Regions from separate parts of the Mus musculus genome. Here region 1 is linked to region 2. The links are chromatin contacts, called in public Hi-C maps. All regions are on one chromosome and are shown on one strand. The core of a region is the stretch at or near the end of the contact, and the rest is flanking DNA. Distances in the headings are between cores, read along the strand shown.

Region 1 (6,927 bases), core at 63-2,562, 300 kb after region 2:
GATGGAAGTGGAGCAACAGGCCCAAAGTGGGATCCAGCTCAAGGGACATCCCAAGGCCTGACACTATTACTGAGGCTATGGAGTGCTCACAAAAAGGGACCTAGCATTACCCAAAGTCAGATGCCAATATTTGCACCCAACCAGTTGACAGAAGCTGCTGGCCCCAGTGGTTGAATTAGGAAAAGGCTGAAAGGAGCTGCGGAGGAGGGCAACCTTGTAGGAGGATCAGTAGTCTCAATTAACCTGGACCCCTGACATCTCTCAGACACTGGACCACTACCCAGGCAGCATACACCAGCCGATATGAGGCCCCCAACACATATACAGCAGAGGACTGGCAGGTCTGTGTTCAATCAAAGATGATGCACCTAACCCTCAAGAGACTGGAGACCCCAGAGAGTAGGGAGGTCTGGTGGGATGGGGGATGGGGAAATCCTTGTGGAGACAAGGGGGTTGGGGGGAGGTATGAGATGTGAAGCAGTTGCGGGGAGTGCCCAGGGGGCAGAATAAAATCTGGAGTGTAAAACAATTTTTAAAAAAGAATACCAAATAAATAATAATAATAATAATAATAATAATAATAATCATATAATAAATAATAATAATTCATGTTTTAAAAGGAAAGAAAATGCCACAATAATGTTTATCACCTGGTCTGTTTATTTGAAAGTAAGAAAATTAAATTGAAAAGTAAGTAAAAGATGAGCCATACTACTAGCCCAACTAAATCCCAAACCTTTCTTTAGAGTCAATTTGTGCCAGAAGTATTCCAAGTTCTCAAATGGTAAAAATTGCTAGAAAAGCCTCAGGTCCTCTGAGCACCTTTTCTGTAGGAACAAAATAACAGAAATTGTATGTCTCCTTTCATGTTGCTTTAAGTGTCAACTTGACTAGGTTATAGTCCCTGATTTCTGACTTACACTTTAATTCCAGGTATTGTGAAGATTTTTTTTCATAAAGTATATGTATACTAAATACATACATGTATTAGTTAACTGAATAAGAGACAAGACCCACATAATTTTGATGGACCTGGTTCCATCTGCTGAAAGACATAAGAGTAGAGCTGCATCTTTCCTTGAGAAAGCAGTAGCCATACAGCCTTAGCTCCTGCCTGAGAGTTCGTACTAGAAGCCTTTCCAGAAGAGTTCTGACTTGCCTAGTCAGCCCCCACAGGCAGGTAATTACATGCGATTTATATCTCCTCGTGTCTCCGTTTCCCAGATTAAACCATGACCAAGATCTATACAACGCCAGACACAGATATAAAAACAAAGCTGTACTGGAGTGATAAAAAGTGAGTCAGGGAAAGAAGTTGCTTTTTTATATTGGGTGGCCAGGAAGAGCTCACTGATAAGATGCTGTGGTTGACTGATTGTCTCACTGCTGTAATTCTTCATCCCTCCATTATCCAGCCCTTTTACTGGGTGCCTTTGCAATACCTTTTACTAAACAGCAAGATCAATTTTCCCAGCAGATGACTGGGAAGAGCAAGATCTGCTTTTCCCAGCCATCCCCACCCGACTGGCTTTGTTGTGTGCTTTTCTTTTTCTGATCACTGTTACTTTTGCCAATAAGAAATTAAAAGATGAGCAGAAGCTTGAGAAAGACCTGCTTAAAATATCACACGCCTCTTATTCTTGGATCACAAACAAAGATACACCAGGACTCACAGAAGCTTAAGAGCTACTAGCCCTAATTATCTTAGCCAAGGCCATAGATTAGCTAAAAGCCACATGACTCTTGGACTCATGAGTCTCACCATCCAAGATAAACAGGAAGAGCCTAGCTGACCTGTAGCTGAAAAGAAGACAAGTAGAGGAGCCCAAGTGTGAAGAACAAGAAAGACTGCTGAGATTGGATGAGGTTCATGCATTACAGGCATCTTTGTTGTTGGAATGCCACCGGTGTTTATTATCACTTGGGACTCAGCATTACAGAAGCCACCAGAAACTGTCTGGCATGAAATTTGAATAGGCTTAAAGGAGTCAGAAGATAAGGCCATAATAAAGCCACAAGACACAAAAGCAACCAAGATTAAGCTCTCTAATGCAAGAGTCTGCTTGGCATGACAACGGTCTGCAGACATAGCTGTGTGGTGGGACTAGTAAGCATTAAGTGTCAGGAGAAAAGGCAAGTAGTCACAATTTGTTAAGCTTTATAATATGAAGTAAGGCTTAATGAGACAGGAAATTGATACATGGTTTTAGACAAATTGTTACTAGGATCTGACTTCATTTTAAATGTGACTCTCAGCTGTGGAAAGGAGAACAGAACTATTGTTTGGGTTTGAAATACCCCCATTTTGGTTCATGCGTCCCAATACTTAGCCCCCAGCTTGAAATGACTTTTGGAGAGATGGGACCACGAGAAGATAGGGCATCGTTTAAGGAAGCTGTTTCAAGAAGAAACTAAAAGTGAAACATGAAACCCAGAGCATTCTTTAAATATTTGTTCATTAAAGACAAACTCTAAAGATACTTCCAAGTAAATACTAACTGTAGTAGTTCAGAATCAGCTACTATTCATATAACAGGATACCCCTAAGGAGCCATGCACTCTCTGCCTGAAATTTTCCAAAGCTGAACACTGTGGTATCTCTAACAAAGACTTTCCTTACTACTAGAATTTACTGCTTGGAGCATCCATCAAATCTGCTTCTCTGTTTGCATGTTGATTACCCACAATGGATATTTTACTTCATTTATTTTGCAAGCCAACAGGAAAATCGCTTGTGTGACCCCAGAGATCTCTCTATACAGGACATTCAAGGCAAGTTCTAGAGCCACAAGTAACCTGTATCATCATTCTTAGTGTGCTACAATAGTAGGATTTCAATACTTTTTAATTATTATGTTGTATTGTTTAATTTTGTTATTTGACAATTTCATGAATGTATATTATGTATTCTGTTTCTCTTTCTGTCTCTCTGTCTCTCTCCCTCTCTTTTCCTGTCTCTGTCCCCCACCCCATCTCTCTCTCTCTCTCATATTACTCTCCCACTCTTATAACCCCTTCTTTCCCTTCCAGTCTATTTCCAAGACTCACTATTCTGAGATGTAGAATTAGTTCTAGACTCCAAAATGTGTAAAGAGCTCATTTTGACATTTCAACTTGGATTTTTACTACAAGTCAATCTTTTTAAATGTTTGGAAAATGTGCTTTCGCCTCAATGAACAATGGTTCATTGTTAATTAACATGAACAACTGACATTGTTCAAAGACATGATAAAGATTGTGTGGCCCAGTTTTACTTTTGTTGTTCGGGATTTTTTATGTCTTAAACAAGATTCCTTACTAAACCTGGAGCTCATCCTGCTGACTGGAAGTAAATTTTAGAAACCCACCCATATCACTGTCCTCACACCCAGATCTGCTGTGGCTAGAGTCTGGCCATGCTGGTAATAAGGATCCAAACTTGGGGTTTTTTAGCCTCACAGCAGGTATTTTTCTAGCTGAGTCTTTATCTTAGTTACTTTTCTACTGATGTGGTAAAACACCATAACCAAGGCAACTTACAAAAAATAAAATAAAATAAAATAACAGTGGTGCTTGTGGTTGCAGAGTTAAAATTCATCATGATAAAGGAAAAGTATGGTATTACAAGGGTATGGTGACAGGAAGGGCTGAAAGGTCAAACTTAACTTCACAAAGGGGGCCAGAGAACACATTTAAGATGGCAGAGAGCTTTTGAAACTTCAAAGCTTACCCTCAGTACCTCCCAATCCTCCTGAAAAGTCACACCTCCAAATCCTTCCCAAACAGTTCCACAAAGTGGGGACCATGGAGTTAATTTCCATTCAAAGCACCACAGCTTTCTTTGTGCACACAAACCATTCTTTATCAAATTCTTCATTGCAAAAATACTTTCAAAATGAGCAAGTTTCCTTGAGTATGAATTTCTCACAAGAGGTGGCCACATCCCTCACCCAGGGAAAGCTGGAGAGCTGGTCCTACAGAACTAAAACTGCAAGATCTCCATGACACAGGGCAACAATAGGAGTACTGGTATGCATTCAGTATAGATGGTGTAGCAGAGGCTAGAGGCCTTGAACCAAAATAGTGACTCATAGAAATGAACCCTTGCATATGAGACTGTTTGGGCTATACCGTGTGACACTGGTCATATCACAGCTCCCATGGTGAGATGTTTGTTTGTTGGTTGTTGGTTGGGATGTTTTTTGTTTCTGTTTGTTTGTTTGTTTGTTTGTTTGTTTTGTGGCTTTTGGTGTGTGGAGGTGATATTTCATATTTATTTTTGTGGTTTTCTTTTAAGGGTGGGTTGCAAGGGCAGAGGGAGAGTACTGAGGGATGAAGATGCATTTCCTTGTGAAACTCACAAAGAATCAGAAAAATGTTTTGTTTAAGTATGACTTTCTTTGTTCTTAGATGCTACAATATATGGGTCCTTTAACAATTCTTAAGCAAAGAGACCTCAGGTTTGAAAGAATGGAATTGATCGAAACATATTACAAAATATTCTTAGAAACAACAATGTGCAATTTCAGGGAAAACAAACCAGCAAGGCCATCCAGAGTGTGTGGCTGAAGGACCTTGCAATGTGAGTGAGTAAAAGTACAGTGGAGACTTATGTAACATGATAGCCACACAGTAGCCTTCATTAGCTGAGAAGAGGGGACCTATTTGCAATAAATGGGGACACATAATAACATAAGCTATTGCTTTAATTGCGCCTAACACTTGCACAAATAATGAAAAACATTGACTTGCCTTTCAAGGCATGAAGCCCTTTTGTGTTATATTATGAATACTACTTGACATAGTTTCATCAAACATGTTTGGATATTAGAACTGGCTGTTTGGCAGCAATTACTAGAATTTTTTTCCTAATTCTTAAAATTGTCACTTCAAGGTTTGTTTACCAGTTCTCTAAAGATACAAGTAACACTCATATCTAATAATAGGCCATAAGACAACACTATGTAGTTCCATTGTATTTTCTTATTTCAGCACAGAACTTAGAAATTTAAGAATGCATATATTCACATGCAAAACTTAAAAGGATCATTGTAATGGTAGGATGTTTATAGTGGTAGGAAATTAGAAGGAATGGATTTATTGCAGACATTATCTTAAAACAGGAAGTGGATATACTTATCATGCTTATGGTATTAGTCATTTCAGTTAGCTAAATTAGTTACATTATTGTTCAATACAGTTCCCATAATGAATATCATTTTCACAAAAAATTTAGAAAGCAAAATATTTTAAGAGTAAATGTAGAGTATGACTCTTCATTTGTGAAACATTAGAATGAATAATTTATTTTAAAAAATCATTGAAACAATGTCAACTCAGTCTCTTCTTCCCCCCCACCCCCTTCTTAGCTTTTAGGTTACAGAATAACTTCATGATCTGTTTCACAATTCCCCAGCTGTGCAGCTGATGTCCAAAGTGAGAGATGCAGAGTAAGAATAGCAGAACTCAAATAATATTTCTGTTATAGACACTAAATTTTGGTTTTGAAACAATTTTTGTGTCATAAAATATTCTTTTATTAATTTTTCAATGGCAATAAATATAAAAACTATTGATGCCAGTGGGTAATATGTAAATTATATGACTGTCTGTTTTCATCATAGAATATTATATAAGCCAAGCTTGTTGGTCCAGCCTCCTGAAGGGAATCTATTTCTTCAGCTTCAGATTTTTTAGTTAGAAAGTGAAAAAATAGAAAAGCCCCATCAGTTTTTATAGCTAGTGAATTTTTTCCTGTGACCACCATCCAAATAGTTGATATGTTAGTAACTTTCATTGTTAAGCTATAATGGTGTTGTCTTATCTGCAGAACTATTTTGTACATTGAACCATTTAATTGTCCCCTATTCCATGAGCTGATGTGACTTTGCCAACTTTTTGGAAGAGAACAGAAAGGACCTGTGGATTCATAAAGTATTCCAAAGGTCATTCAACTAACGAAGGCAAACCCAGATCTATACTGCAGAACATCAGACCAAATCAAGTTCACTGAAAATTTGTAATACATTGAAAGAATTACCATGAGGAGAAAAAAAAAACTATTTAAAATATTCAATACTCAAGTTCTCAATATTTTGATCTCCCTGGGAAATGAGTAGGAAAGCTTTCAAAGGAAATTACACTTGTCTCATGCTTCCCAAGATGCAGGCTATAATTCTGAGAAGAAGCTAATGATGTCTAAGGAAAGCAAGGGGAAATTAAGTGGAATAGGTAATAGAACATCTGTGTCTTTTCTACATATCGTGTAAAATTGAGGAACTAGTAGCTGACAGTTACATTTCAAGGTAATGAGCGTCACATTTAATTTTATGCCCTCATAAATGCATTGCCTGTTTCCAAGTTGCCTCCTCATATAATAGGCTGTATTCTTTATGTAAAGACGGCATCACCACTAAACAGAAATATCACATCTCAGAGAGTCCTTTTTAGTGAGACCATTAAAGATTATCCCAACTTTGGACCTTTTCTTCATCTCTGATCAATTCATTGACCTTCAAAATGTTACTAAACTTTTGTCAGACTTGTTTTGATAACTAAATTCTAAAACAAAATTTACACGCAAAGTAGTTTAGTTGGTATGAGAACGTAGAGTAAATGAAAAGGCAACCTCTTCTTTAATAATTACTACCATAATACACACACAAACATGTATACATGCAGACATATATATGAATGTAAAGTCCATCTATATGTACAAATATGTATATCTAAGTAAAAGCTGCTGAATCAATTTAGATTTACTTGTATGCACATGGGGTTAGGGCTAAAACTTTGGATTTGATACCAATCAGTGGGGAACCAAAATATCATGCTATGAAATGTGGGGCATTGTTGGGGGATGATTTGGGGCACTGTATATCAGATGTCTATTTCTGCCCTGAACTCTGGTTACAGTCTAGACACTAGCTTTATCATGATTACTGAACC
Region 2 (6,621 bases), core at 1,189-3,688:
AGCATCCACTTCTGTGTTTGCTAGGCCTCAGCATAGTCTCACAAGAGATAGCTATATCTGGGTCCTTTCAGCCAAATCTTGCTAGTGTATGCAATGGTGTCAGCATTTGGAGGCTGATTATGGGATGGATCCCTGGATATGGCAGTCTCTAGATGGTCCATCTGGTGTCTCTTAATGCTCTAACCAGTGGAAACCCTGGGGCTTCAAGAAACCTCAGGGGGCAGCTAACACTTGTGTGAAGATCCCTTTTCCAGCTGCACACTCATGTCTTCTCATCTACTGTGTTTGTTTTTCATAGTGATCCATTCCATCTCTCTCCTGATTGCCATAATCCCTGCTTTAAAATTGTGACTCCTAGGAAGTCAGTTGCTTTCTCCTAGGAAGGCAGTTGGTTGGTATGCCTACTCCTGCCTGAGAAGCAAGCTTCTCCTTCCTCTCCTGTTGTTTGTCTCTTATTAAGTTACCCTGTCATCAGTTTGGCCAAGCCAAGTTTTCTTTTAACTAAAAGTTCAATCAATGATCCCACTAGCTAACTTCCAAGTATCTCTGCAACCGAAATCATGTCTTCACCCTGATGTAGCCATATTTATCTTTCACCAGGAATCTAATAGGTGCTGTCCCATATCCATATCCATACTTAGCTTCTTCCAATATACTTGGAACATTTTGTAGTGACCTGAACTCTTTTAAGTAGCATTGTGTTCTTTAGGTTGGGCCAGCATTTATCCAGCATGCTGATAAACTTGTGTTTGCTGAATGGGATATTGAAAAAAAAATCATGAGGTCTGATTTGTACAGAGACACTAAGTTGAATATTGTTCCATTCCTTAAGACACAACTTCCCTGGGCTTTCTACAGTCTCTTCCTCTCAGCTCCCATTTGTCATTGTTTTCACCTGTAAAAGCTGCTTCTCACTGCTACTCAGATTCCATAACTCTTGGCTTAAGTAGCTGTTCACCTGCAGTGGTGAATGCAGTTTCCATTTACCTAGTGACGTTCTGCTCAACCGCAGGCTTGGTTACTCATAGAAGCCATTTCCACATTCCCATGACATTGTTTTCATTTTTATCTATTGATTTTTATTCTCTGGGCTCTAAATTCTGTGAATGTAAACATTGTTTGTTTATTAACCTAGAGAATACTTAGTGCTATACTTGGCCTGTGCTCAACACTTGGCACCAAGTAGAGAGAGTGGTTCAATGAAGGGAAATGACTTCAAGGTCAGAGGTTGAGTTTGAGTATGAAGGTTTTGTGATGGTGAAAGCACTAAAAGATGCAGATGCTAGAATGAAGTTGGACACAGAAATCTAGTGAAGTGGCCGTGTCTTCCACTTCTAATTTGGGAGAAAGAATAACTTTAATAGTTGTACTATCAAATGAAGCTTATAATTCTTATGAATACTAACTGTATTTATTAGAAGAGAAAATCAAATGCCAAGGTAAAACCACCATTCGTTATTCGTTTCAGTCACTACTTCCTTTCATTTTGTAAAACCATGTCCTCCTCCCTCCAAAAGGATGTTCTTGTGTTTGTTTGTTTGTTTGGACTAATAAACTTAACTTAACTTTAGTTAAATGAGTGGAACTTAGTGTTGTTTTAAAGTAAGTAATGACATATAGATTCTCTCCAATAGAATTTAGTATGTGGCCAAGGGAATTAGTATTTGGGTTCAGAGGTTAAGAGTACCAATTTTTTACAGGACCAGAATTCAATTCCCAGCACTGATTTCTGATGGGTCACAAACGTCTGTAACTCCAGCTTCAGGGGAAAGAACTGCTCTAGTCTCCACAGGCCCCTGCACTCAGTGTACACACAAAATCCCCCTCCCTTGCATACATACACATAATTAAAACTAAAATTTTAAAATAAAATTAATACTCATAGAGTTATTAAAAGTAGTGGATGTGTTCCAAATGAGAACCCTACAGGTTTACAAAAGTGCTTTCATGGAGTTTTTGTAGCTAAAGCATGAAACACCCCAGGGCAGGAAGGAAGTGTTCAGTTCTATTTCTCCTTTTACTAATACAGTTTGTTAAATCTTCCACTGAATAACTTTCTCCTATATTTATAAAAAAAGATACTTTTTCAATGTACACATGGGAATGTGTGAAGATGTCTTTCCAATAAATTTCTTACTGTTAAATGTCTTTAAGGTAAAAGTGTGTGTGTGTGTGGGGGGGGACCCAAGCTTTTGTTTTGTTAAAGTTTCAGACACGTATTTTAGCAGCCAACCTCACCAGTCTGAGTATATAAACCTTAACAACACCAGCATCTCTAGTGTTATGCTCCAATTGTTGATTTTTAAAATGGAAACTTCATAGAAATGTGGGTTTTTTTTTATGGGTCTTTGTGAAGGGCAGGTTATCAGAATGCACAAGGAAGCCAGTTTCTAGTTGCAAAGTGAAACCACATGGTCTGTGCATTCCAAACTGACGTAACCAATAGCAACTGCTTCAGCAGGCTCCCCCTGGAACGGCTAGAAGCATATTGACGGAATGCCATCGTAGACTCACGTGAACATGCCCTGAGTGTACTTTCCTATGTGAAGCTGTACAGTTAAGAGATCACAGCAAAAGCTAAAGTGAATCTTGCAGAAAATAAGTTATTTGTTGATGAAAGTAGAGCCAGAAGAAAGGTATCTGCTATGAAAATGTGCATGTGGAGTCTGAAGTGCCATGAATGTTCCCATTTCCCCCAAAATGGCATCATAAAGATCATAATAATGAATGCATGGTTACTAGGACCAAAGGTATAACTGTGACGCCTGAAGTTTGCTCTCAAGAAGTTGAGCAGTTTTTTTTTTAAATAGTCATTAGGCACTAGGCAAGAGAAACCAGTCTAGCTTCATGAACTAATTTTAAGCATTATTTAAAATTCTGTATTTCCTACTCAAAAAGATACAGCAATTTGTTTCTTTAAGTTTATAGAAATTATATAAACATATGTATTGCCAACATTATTTCTTTATATTTGAATACAATGTATCATATTTTTTTTTACAACAGAATACATTTGAACCTCAGTATAATATGGATCTTTATAGTACAAGTAGGCGGTATTATTTGCACTGTAGTTAGAAATATTTCTTCCAGAATGCTGCAGGGGCATGGAAGATTAATTTATTCCACTCGTATGTATTCATGTATTTTTAAATGGAATGTGATTTGTGTTGTGTCCTTAACAAATTAATATTTGGCAAGTACAGTTGCTAGAAAACAGGTTTCATCTTGATGTGGAGAAAGAGCTCTTGACCAGGAAAGTTAGCAGAAAGTTATGCAATAATAATATTTTCTTCAGGAAAATATTATTTTAACCAATAAATCTGTGAAAAAAAGCATTGCTTTTGGTCAAATAAAGATATTGATGGTGTTAAGAATTTTATCAAGGACTCTGAGAGCTCCTGACTTGAGGTTTTAACCTATTTGTAATGTGGTGTGAGTTTCATGCATCACAGTATGTTAAAATGTGTTCAGAGCTGAGTGTCAAGACTCTTCTATCTGCTTTTCATTTTAAATCTACTCTTGAGTTCTAAAGGCTTTGAACAGCTGTGGGTGTGTGGCCAGGACACTAAGTTTAACTGCAGACATGAACTTTGAACTTTCACCTCTTCTCATTTTTAGGAATTATTGCTTTTATACCTTCCAGTCACAACTTTTTCTTTTTTTCTTTTTTAATGTTGAATGTGCTCAAAGTTAGGATAATTAGAAGAAAAGAGAAAAGAGAATTCTATTTCAGATATGAAGATGCTTTAAAAGTCTCATTTTAGGAACATATTTGTATCCCACAATATTCCTGTTGAATTTGGGAATAAATTGTACTCCAGGGTATTCCCAGCGAGGAAGCTCTGCACTCTCTCTTGACCAGCCTGTAAGGTGTACGGAGATTGAACTGTTGATGTGTAGGAGTTGCTATGTTGGGTAAACACTATTGTTTCAAAGTGCACTCTATTCGCAGTCCATTCTTGTTGGTGAGAATTGACCATTACATATTCTTACTGAAGAATGCCAGTAGATAACAACAGGGAACGTAAGGTCAGAAATATTTCCTGTTTTGCTTTATTTAGCACACTTTCACAGAATATAAAATCAGATGTTTTTAAATTCACAAACTTTTAAAAACGCCTTCTTTATATGCATACCATTTTAAATGTGTTCCAAAGCCAAAACAAAGCATGTAGACGTAAATAATATCAGTTCATAAGTAATGTTCTTACCACTTAAATATTAAGTCAAATATAAATTAATATTATGAGTTAGGCTAGCAGTACCTTCTTTATAGCATAAGACTGCTTTAGTAAATATCAGACTGCAGTTAATTGCAATATTAAGTAATTTTGTGGTGTCTCTTAGTACCTACTGAGTACGTATACTAGCTAAGGACCACTATCTAATTCTGTACGCCAAGTCTGAACTTTTTACCTTGAATATAAGTGAATTTAAAAATACTACTATGTACAGATTAAAATGAAAATTAGTCTGACATCAACATATAGTATTAAAAGCATGATATAATCCACTGCATCCCAAGAATCAATGTGTTTATATAGGTCATGACTTCATTGATGAGAATTATAGTTAACTGTATTGTTCAGATTTCATGAAATGGCCAGAGATAATTTCACATGATGGTTATACTGTGCTTACTAATTTCTTAGAAGCATTTTTTATTTTTATTTTTAGAAACTCTCTGGTACCTTGAAAATTCTCATATAGCATCTATCTATCACCGCTGTGTGTTTATCTCTGTGTGTACAGGGGCATGTGCATCAGTACATGCTCACACGTGTGTCATTCACTCTCAAAGATACTCTTGGTATCTGTGAGCTGCATAGGAGCAAGTGTCATTCACTCTCATTGATACTCTTTGTATCCGTGAGCTGCATAGGAGCGAGTATCGTTATTGATGATTACCATCTAGGAATCCTAGCAAGGACTTTATAGTAGCTTATAGATACTCAATAAATCATTATTGAAGATCTGAACAAGAAAATAGAGTTTAAGCAGAATTTTTTTTCCATGGCATATACCCTCCTGGCCTTCCCAATTAGAAGTCGGCCTTTTTACAAGATATTTACAAGTTCATTTGCCTTCTCTATGAATGTTCCTGATCCCCGAGTTTCTTTGTTACATACATTCTCTTTTCATTCTCTATGATGTCACTAAATCACACTTCACTGTCCATGATTTTATTCCCGATGTTGATACTGACAACCGTTGTATAACTCTCCTCCAGTTCCAGACACAAACTTAACCGCTCATTATATAAGCATTATTAGACTTTATTTACTGACCTGTATGTCTTGCTATCATTTACACTGTAAAAAGTAAGATATGGTAAATATGAAGGTCAAATCATAAAGATAAAACTAAGAAGTGAAGCATAGTTTAGTGTTAGATCATGTACAAAATCCCAAGCTGTATCCCCCAACACCAGAAAAATTATAGGAATGATTGACAAATATATTTAAAATCCTCCTGGTGTACACAATTTACATATCTTCTATGTTTCTTGATGTTGTAGTTTTAATCCATGGCATGAAAAATAAAATAAGCTGTACCATATGTAGACCTGCAAAATTATTTCATAAAAGAAGCTATCTATAGATAGAGATGTCAGTCATTTCATTAAATCAGAAATTTTCTGCCAGTAACATAAGCAAATATGTGCTCAGAGAAGAAATCAAAATCACAATTATGGCTGTATTGTGGTCATATATTGTCTATGAAAAATATAAAATATTCTAGAAAACACATATAACCTTGAGAATTTATGCAAATACTAACATCTCTATAGCAAACTATATACATCGTCATATTCACATATAATATGTTATACATAATTTTATATCCATTTTATGAAATAACAAATCAATTTTTATATTACCTTTAGTTAACTGATAAAGAAAAATATATACCTTAGAAAAGCTTAACCACTTTTCCAAACCCATACAGTTTTTAAACATGGAAGCTAAGAAAAATATCCTATATGGGTACAATCTTTCATCCATCTTTTATGAATATGTTGTATTTTCCTAGAAAGTATTTGTATTGTTTAATGTAGATGTAAGTATGCTTCAAATAAAGAAAAGGCACATCGTATAATTTAGATGGTATATATATATATATATATATATATGTGTGTGTGTGTGTGTGTGTGTGTGTGTGTGTGTGTATGTAAATATATATGTAGATATACATTTATTTTGATAGGTACATTAAAATATAGAATTTCATATTAATGGTATACTACATATTGTTTAAATATGCATACCTTTTGAAATCAGGCTACATCTCTATCTCCTCAAATATATATAACTTATTCATACAATAGATAGTGAAAATCCTTCTGGCTTTTTGAGGTAGGCAATACGTGATCACTATAAGTAGTCCCTTTACTGTGAAATAGCGTCCCAGACCTAATTACCACAGCCTAACTGTAGCATGTCCACCCCACTCCTTTCTAGTTTCTGGAAACCAACATTTCTACTCTTAGTTTCATTGACATCAGATACTTTATTTTCCACAAACTTATGAGATCTCATAGTACCTGTATTTCTACGCCTGGCTCCTTTCACTTACCACAATCTTCAGGTCCAGCTATGTTCTCTTTATTCTCTTATC

The links. Hi-C and Micro-C count contacts between places; a contact is called where the count stands out from the background.
Region 1: a contact with region 2 is called in a Hi-C map of ventricular fibroblasts, with 4 times the contacts expected there. The contact joins two enhancer-like sites. A contact is called at or near these places in 4 of 484 Hi-C or Micro-C datasets (liver, nephron progenitors, stem cell-derived neural stem cells and 1 more).

Annotation. Positions count from the first base shown.
Region 1 is chr8:54,463,904-54,470,830 of GRCm38.p6, forward strand. No RefSeq gene overlaps it. Among named protein-coding and RNA genes, the nearest start is that of Spcs3, 63 kb to the right of the region's middle. Within about 2 kb of position 1,313, at least 12 of the 459 cell types and tissues checked have an H3K27ac peak or open chromatin away from gene starts, as enhancers often do.
Region 2 is chr8:54,161,268-54,167,888 of GRCm38.p6, forward strand. All of the region lies in intron 3 of Vegfc (vascular endothelial growth factor C), which reads left to right. Among named protein-coding and RNA genes, the nearest start is that of Gm33153, 81 kb to the left of the region's middle. Within about 2 kb of position 2,439, at least 45 of the 459 cell types and tissues checked have an H3K27ac peak or open chromatin away from gene starts, as enhancers often do.